Linked DNA regions of Danio rerio: region 2 is linked to region 1. Evidence: chromatin contacts called from public Hi-C data. All regions are on one chromosome and are shown on one strand. Each heading gives the region's core, a stretch centred on a gene start, on an enhancer-like site or on the middle of the called end of the contact. The rest is flanking DNA. Distances are from core to core; before and after follow the strand shown. Region 1 overlaps si:dkey-106n21.1. Region 2 holds the start of poc1b (POC1 centriolar protein B).

What was found. A called contact is a pair of places that touch in the nucleus more often than the background predicts.
Region 2: a contact with region 1 is called in a Hi-C map of skeletal muscle, with 4 times the contacts expected there. The contact joins the promoter of poc1b here to the enhancer-like site in region 1. A contact is called at or near these places in 12 of 18 Hi-C or Micro-C datasets (caudal fin, embryo, fibroblasts and 4 more) and 2 of 4 datasets of contacts at active chromatin or transcription factors (caudal fin and embryo).

What each region holds. Positions count from the first base shown.
Region 1 is chr25:19,247,690-19,250,945 of GRCz12tu, reverse strand. si:dkey-106n21.1 reads left to right here. Exons shown (of 16, transcript XM_073943010.1): 3 at 1,719-1,832; 4 at 1,985-2,071. The coding sequence starts at 2,019. Among named protein-coding and RNA genes, the nearest start is that of si:dkey-106n21.1, 46 kb to the left of the region's middle. Within about 2 kb of position 1,770, at least 7 of the 62 cell types and tissues checked have an H3K27ac peak or open chromatin away from gene starts, as enhancers often do. A contact at or near this core is called in skeletal muscle, where this site is marked.
Region 2 is chr25:19,429,425-19,432,680 of GRCz12tu, reverse strand. It overlaps poc1b (POC1 centriolar protein B), which reads left to right and starts at 1,575. Exons shown (of 12, transcript NM_200118.1): 1 at 1,575-1,711; 2 at 2,299-2,383; 3 at 2,483-2,654. The coding sequence starts at 1,697. cep41 (centrosomal protein 41) reads right to left here and starts at 754. Exons shown (of 11, transcript NM_001002194.1): 1 at 683-754. The coding sequence starts at 715.

The DNA.
Region 1 (3,256 bases), core at 521-3,020:
CTGGCAGCCCTTCTGCTCGCTCTGGATAAGTACAGTTCTTGAGAAGTAGGGAGGGTTGTACCAGTGAAAAATATCATTTTTACATCAATATTGCAATGTGATAATCCACAATAGACACATTGCAAAATACAGTGCTCAACATATTTGAGTACACCCCGTCCAAGTCTATGTTCTAAATTCATACTTTTAATAGGAAGCTATACAATATTATATCTGTGCATATACGTTAGATTAGTCAGTACAGAAGCCAACTCTGGAGCTTATCTAACAAAATAACTTATGATAATGATCCAAAAAATAATACACCCAAATTTGCATGTTCTAGAAAATATTAAATACAGGAGGAAAAATCAAGAGAAGGAAAAAAGAAAAAAAAAATGTTAAAATTTTGTAAGTTGTAATAATTATTGTTTTTTTGCAATATTTTGCTTGAATTTAATTGTATTATCTTTCAATGCCTAAAAGTGTTTGGTGACTAATTATTATTTTAATAAATATATCTGTTTATTAAGTCTGTTTTATTAAAATGCGCCAAAATACATTGCCTATATTCACTGAGAAATGGATAAAAATATTCATTTTCAGAATGGGGTGTACGCAATCATGCTGAGCACTGTATATACAATGTTAAGTTTGTATCATAATTTATCATTTGCATGTGTTTTTAATGCCTGGAATTGTATAATGATTTTAAAAGCGTTTAGGCACAAAATATTTCACCACTTGTGACTTTAAGGAGGATTCATTTTATTTAATTATTTAATTTCTGTACTTGAATACTGTTAGACTCTGGAAATGATAAACTGTGTTTATCTATCTTTTTCTTAATTGTCTTTATAAATTGTTATTTATGAAAATGCTCACAACGTACACTGAAGAGTAATACAGAAATACACTGCAAATAGCACAGACCACAAGAAAATGTGTCTGGGGACCCCCGAAAGTTTATAGATTGTTTATTAGATTTTATGAGGATGCTAAAGTAGTATATCAATTCATCAATCATTGACTAAAAACATGCATGAAAATACTCACAACACATGCAAATAGAGAAATGCACTGCAAGTAGCACAGACCACATGAAAATGTGTGGGAAATGTATAGATTGCTATTTGATGTTATGGAGATGCACCCCATTTCAGAATAATCCCAATTGATCTTACAAATATAGATATTAAGTCAACTGGTGACATTGTATTCATATCCCAATATATATCACAAATAAAAATCATAAGATTTTTTAAAATCATGCAGCCCTATTCAAAACCCTTTTCCATATATTCATGGAGTCTATTTCCTCACACAATTAAGCAGGGAAATTAGCTGTTGTATCATGGCTACAGCAGGCACACCATATTACACATTCTAATTGGTGGTGCACATGTTCTTTTTTCTGGAGACTATTTTCAGGTGTAATGTCGATGCTCCTGCTGCAGCCATAACACAGCAGCAATGATTATTACACCAGAATGACAGTATAGTTAATAGACATGTCAGCCTAGAAAATAGTAACTTTTAATTTTCTGCCAGTCTTTGTAGAAAATGTAACTACGAAAGAGTCGAACTGCAAATAGAAAATGATCAAAACTATTTATCCTGATGCTAATCCTCATGCTTCAATGATCTATGCTAAGCAATATTATTATATAACAATATTAATATATAACAATTGTAAATCGAGCTTATTTTCTTTAAGATCATATGTTGTGTTCTTTCAGATGGTGTCCTGGAGAAAGACTGAATGGTGCAGGAACAAAATTTACCAGCAGAGGCGAACTGGACCATGAACCAGCCAAATACTGACCCTCTAAAAGATGTTGAATGTTTCCCAGGTGAGATCAAGTGCAAATCTATATTATTTGAACACTCATTTGATTTTGTTTTTTAAAAGGATCAGGCGTTTCTTTGTTTAACTTGACTAAATTATTACTCTCAGATGTGTGAAGTCCTTCATTGGCTATCATGCGTTTATTTCTGACTGTAGGTTGATGATGTCAGTGGTTTCCGTGAGGAATTAGATGAGAAATGCTGCCATCTGCTGGACAAACAGCAAAATGTGGTTTTTGAAAAGGTCAGTGCGATGCTGAAGGAAAATGGAATCAATGTTGCAAGCGAAAGAGAGGATGCTTTAAAAGAATTACTTGCAATTATAAATTATGCTTTTATTTATTTATTTGTTTGTTTCTTTATTTGTTTATTTACTTATTTATCTATTAACTTATTTAAAGCATAGATGAAATGAGCAAGTTACACTGAATTGAGCATGACATTTTTAAAACATAAATAAAATGAAATTGGTTAAAAAAATAAGAATGCAAGTAACACTGAAATTAGCATAAAATTTTAACTATAGAAAACTGAAATAAAATAAAGTGTGTGTGCGTGCGTGCGTGCGTGCGTGCGTGCGTGCGTGCGTGCGTGCGTGCGTGCGTGCGTGTGTGTGTGTGTGTGTGTGTGTGTGTGTGTGTATCGTCACCTTAGAATTATAAGGTTCTATCTGACATTTTTGTCAAAATTGAGTTATTGACATGTTCTTATTGAATGACAACTTATTTACATTATGGGATGTTTTTTATAAGTTGTTTACATTTTAAGACTTTATTAAAAAAAACAAATGTTACACACATACTGTTTGCTGTGGAATGCGAAAACTTTAAAGCTCATTATCTCAAAATCATTCTGAACGCATATAGAACCTTATAATTCCAAGATGACGATATATATATATATATATATTAGATTCTGTGTGGAGTTTGCATGTTCTCCCCGTGTTCAAGTGGGTTTTTTCTGGGTGCTCTGGTTTCCCCAACAAGTCCAAGAACATGTGGTATAGGTTATGTGGGTAGGCTAAATCGTCCCTAGTGTATGTGTGTGAATGGGTGTGTATGGATGTTTCCCAGTGCGGGGTTGCAGCTGGAAGGGTATCTGCGGCGTAAAACATATGCTAGATAAGTTGGTGGTTCATTCCGCTGTGGTGACCCCAGATTAATAAAGGGACTGAGCCAAAAAGAAAATGAATGAATGAAGTCCACATAAAACCTTTTGTAATTTTGCATTTTGTACTGTTTTTTGACAATAAGGAACATACATTTTCTGAAGTTTTTTTATAGGAATGAAACCAGAATGCATTCATTGATTGTGGAAATATTTGAGATATGACTACTTTAACAATCAAAAAGCATTTTGGTCCATTCAACTCCATAGTTGAATGGGTAATAGGATAAAACGCATTAAATTCAATTCGCCCTTCAAATAT
Region 2 (3,256 bases), core at 326-2,825, 180 kb before region 1:
AAAAAGTAGCTAAAGTAATAAAGGCTTAAGTTATTTGTTTATTTTTAGTTAACCTTGATTTCAATTAACAAAAATTATTTTAGTATTGTAATTTTCACCCTGAATGAAATAATGAAAATTGAGAATATCTAAATTATATTTAAAATAATAATATAAATAAAAATAAAACTGAAATAAAGTTTATTGAAATATCAAATAGATCACACAAATCAGGAAAAGATATTCAACAACTTCATCGTGTACATATTATGAATGACATTAGAAATCAGATACGTGTTATAATCCGTTTTGTTCTTTGGAATAAATATAACTGTTAGTTAAACCCTGTAAGTATCTCATTTCATGAAGAGAACATGGTGTTTATATGTAACAAACACGGAGTTCAACTCAGTCGTGTTCCTGAAAAAGACTGGAGGCTCTTTATGACCTGCATTCGTTTAGACGTGTATTTTATTGATAAACACAGACAGAAATACAACAGTAAAACAGCAGCACTAGAGTGATGCTGATGCTCAGTCAGGTATGTATACGTGATGGCAACGGAGGAGCAACAACACCACCGGTGTCAGATTCCCTTTAACGTTAAACACCAGCACCCATGACAAACTTTGGCGGAGACAGCTTTCAAAATACCACAGCGCATACAATATTTAGCCAATTTCCGTAAAATTAAAGCACTGACCGCTGAATCGCCAATCCCCCTCTTCACCGACATCTTCCAGCAGCAGAGCTTCGGCGGCTAATGTTAGCTACCAAAATCAAAACTCAATGGGTCGCCTTCTTGAGCAACGGCTTCACTGATTGGGCCGTTGATTTGATTATCGAATCAGCGACTGTGTCCTTAAAGCGTCTACGTTGAGGTCTTCGACTTTACCGTTTGGGGTGTTGCTAAGCAACGGCGTCATATCCAGCGTAGTTTAAACCTTTGGTTTCATTTGTTTAGCGACAGAGGGAGATTGGTGGTCGCGTTTATTCATTAAATGCTTTTGAATCTTTATACATTATCAGTCGTTTTTGTCTATTTCTTCTAAAGAGATATGGTACTGTTCAGTGTTCTACTCTTTTTAAAATCCTACTCTGGATAGAATTTCACTTTCGTTTATATTTTTATTCAGATTTTTTTTCATTTAAAAAAATAATTTGTCCTTCTAAATGCTTTGTTTCTTATTTTTTATTATATTATTTACATTTTATTGTTGTTGCTTTGACTATTGCTGTTGTCCTCTCTATTTTAATCAAAACATCTGTGTAATTTGTATGTAATGTAAATGAATATATAATGTAAGTAAGATATAATGAACATTAATCAACTCTAAGGACTGCATAATCTTTAAAAGACTAGCTTGCAAATTTCAGATTTAATCCCAACATGCCTTCTGTTTCATTATTTGAGGAGTGGTTACATTGACCGGACTGATGTCGACGTTAATTTCTCTATTTATGGTAGTATTTTGTACTTGTACAAATATATCAATCGAAATCTAAATTATTTTTTTTAAATTAAATATCCTCCATTGTTGCTCAACTAGCCGGACTGGCTCTATGATTCGAAGCGTGATTTGTTTGGTCTGAGTAAAAACGCGGTTGGTTTGACAGAAGGGAAGTGGCTCAACATGGAGGAGTTTCACTTGTTTACTTGTAAAAAGAATCACAAATTGTCCACGTTTCATACACTTTCTTGAAGTTTACCGGAATCATGGCGTCTGTAATGGTAAGATGATTTAGTAGAAACATTTTAGAGTACGGATATAGACATTTTAGATAGAGCGCTGTACCACTGTGCTGGAAAGTTTCGTGTTTGTTTGTATGTGGACATGCATAACGTTTATAGTTGTCGGGTTTACAAAATTAAAATTTAATCGATACAATTAACTAGGTCTATTAGCAAAAATACTGTGCAATTAACACAGATTAGACGTGAATCAACGGCAGTACCATTGTGTTTTGAACATGTTTATTAACAACGTTTTTGATTATTTGTAACGGTATTACCATCAATTTCAGTTTTTTCATGTTTAGATGTGTGTTGTTGACATTTTTTACATTTTTATTAGTATGTCTATATTAAAATTATTTTATTTTGACATTTATTTTAGTTTACTTAGATTTAATTCAAGTCTAATATTTTGTCTTTTGTCAGCTGAAATAGTTTAATTTGAACCATTTTAATTTTTTTATTTAAAATGGTACTTTATTATAGCTTTGATATTTTAGCTAACTTACAAAATATTTATTTATTTATTATCATTTGCTTTTTTTTTTTTTTGCTTACACTTAAAAGTTCTCTGTCTTATTCAGGAGGATCCCACCCTTGAGAGGCATTTTAAAGGTCATAAAGATGTAATTTCCTGCGCTGACTTCAACCCCAATAATAAACAGCTTGGTATGTCACATTTATCTTCATTATTTAAAATAACTCAGAATACAAAAAAATATAATTTCACTCTAGCCCCAAAATAACCTCTTACAAATAATTTTGCAGCTACTGGATCCTGTGATAAAAGCCTTATGATTTGGAACCTCGCTCCTAAAGCCCGGGCTTTCAGGTTTGTGGGTCACACAGATGTCATTACAGGCGTTAATTTTGCTCCAAGCGGTTCAATGGTGGCATCTTCATCCAGAGATCAAACAGTTCGATTGTGGACACCCAGTATGTGAGTTCAGTTGGCGCTTTATCAGTATTAATGTATTATTTTGTTATCTTTAACATTTCTAACCCAAAGTATTTTAGTTTTCTCATCCTTTGGCCATCCAAAATGCATGTGACCTTTCTTTTCCGTGTAATATAAAATAAGGTTTTTAGCTACAACATGGTCTTTTATGGTGATTCATAAAATACCAGTCAGTGGCTGCTGACATTAAGAATAATAATAATAATATATATATATATATATATATATATATATATATATATATATATATATATATATATATATATATATATATTTTTTTTTTTTTTTTTTTTTTTTCCAAGTGATGTTTAACGGAGCAAGAAATTTTTCACAGTATGTCTGATAATATTTTTTCTTCTGGAGAAAGTCTTATTTGTTTTATTTCGGCTAGAATAAAAGCAGTTTATAATTTTTTAAACACTGTTTTAAGGACAAAATTTTTACCCCTTTTAAGTTGTTTTTTTCCCAATAGTCTACAGAACAAACCATCGTTATACAAAAACTTTCCTAATTACCCTAATCTGCCTAGTTAACTTAATTAAGCCTTTAAATGTCACTTAAGCTGTATAGAAGTGTCTTAAAAA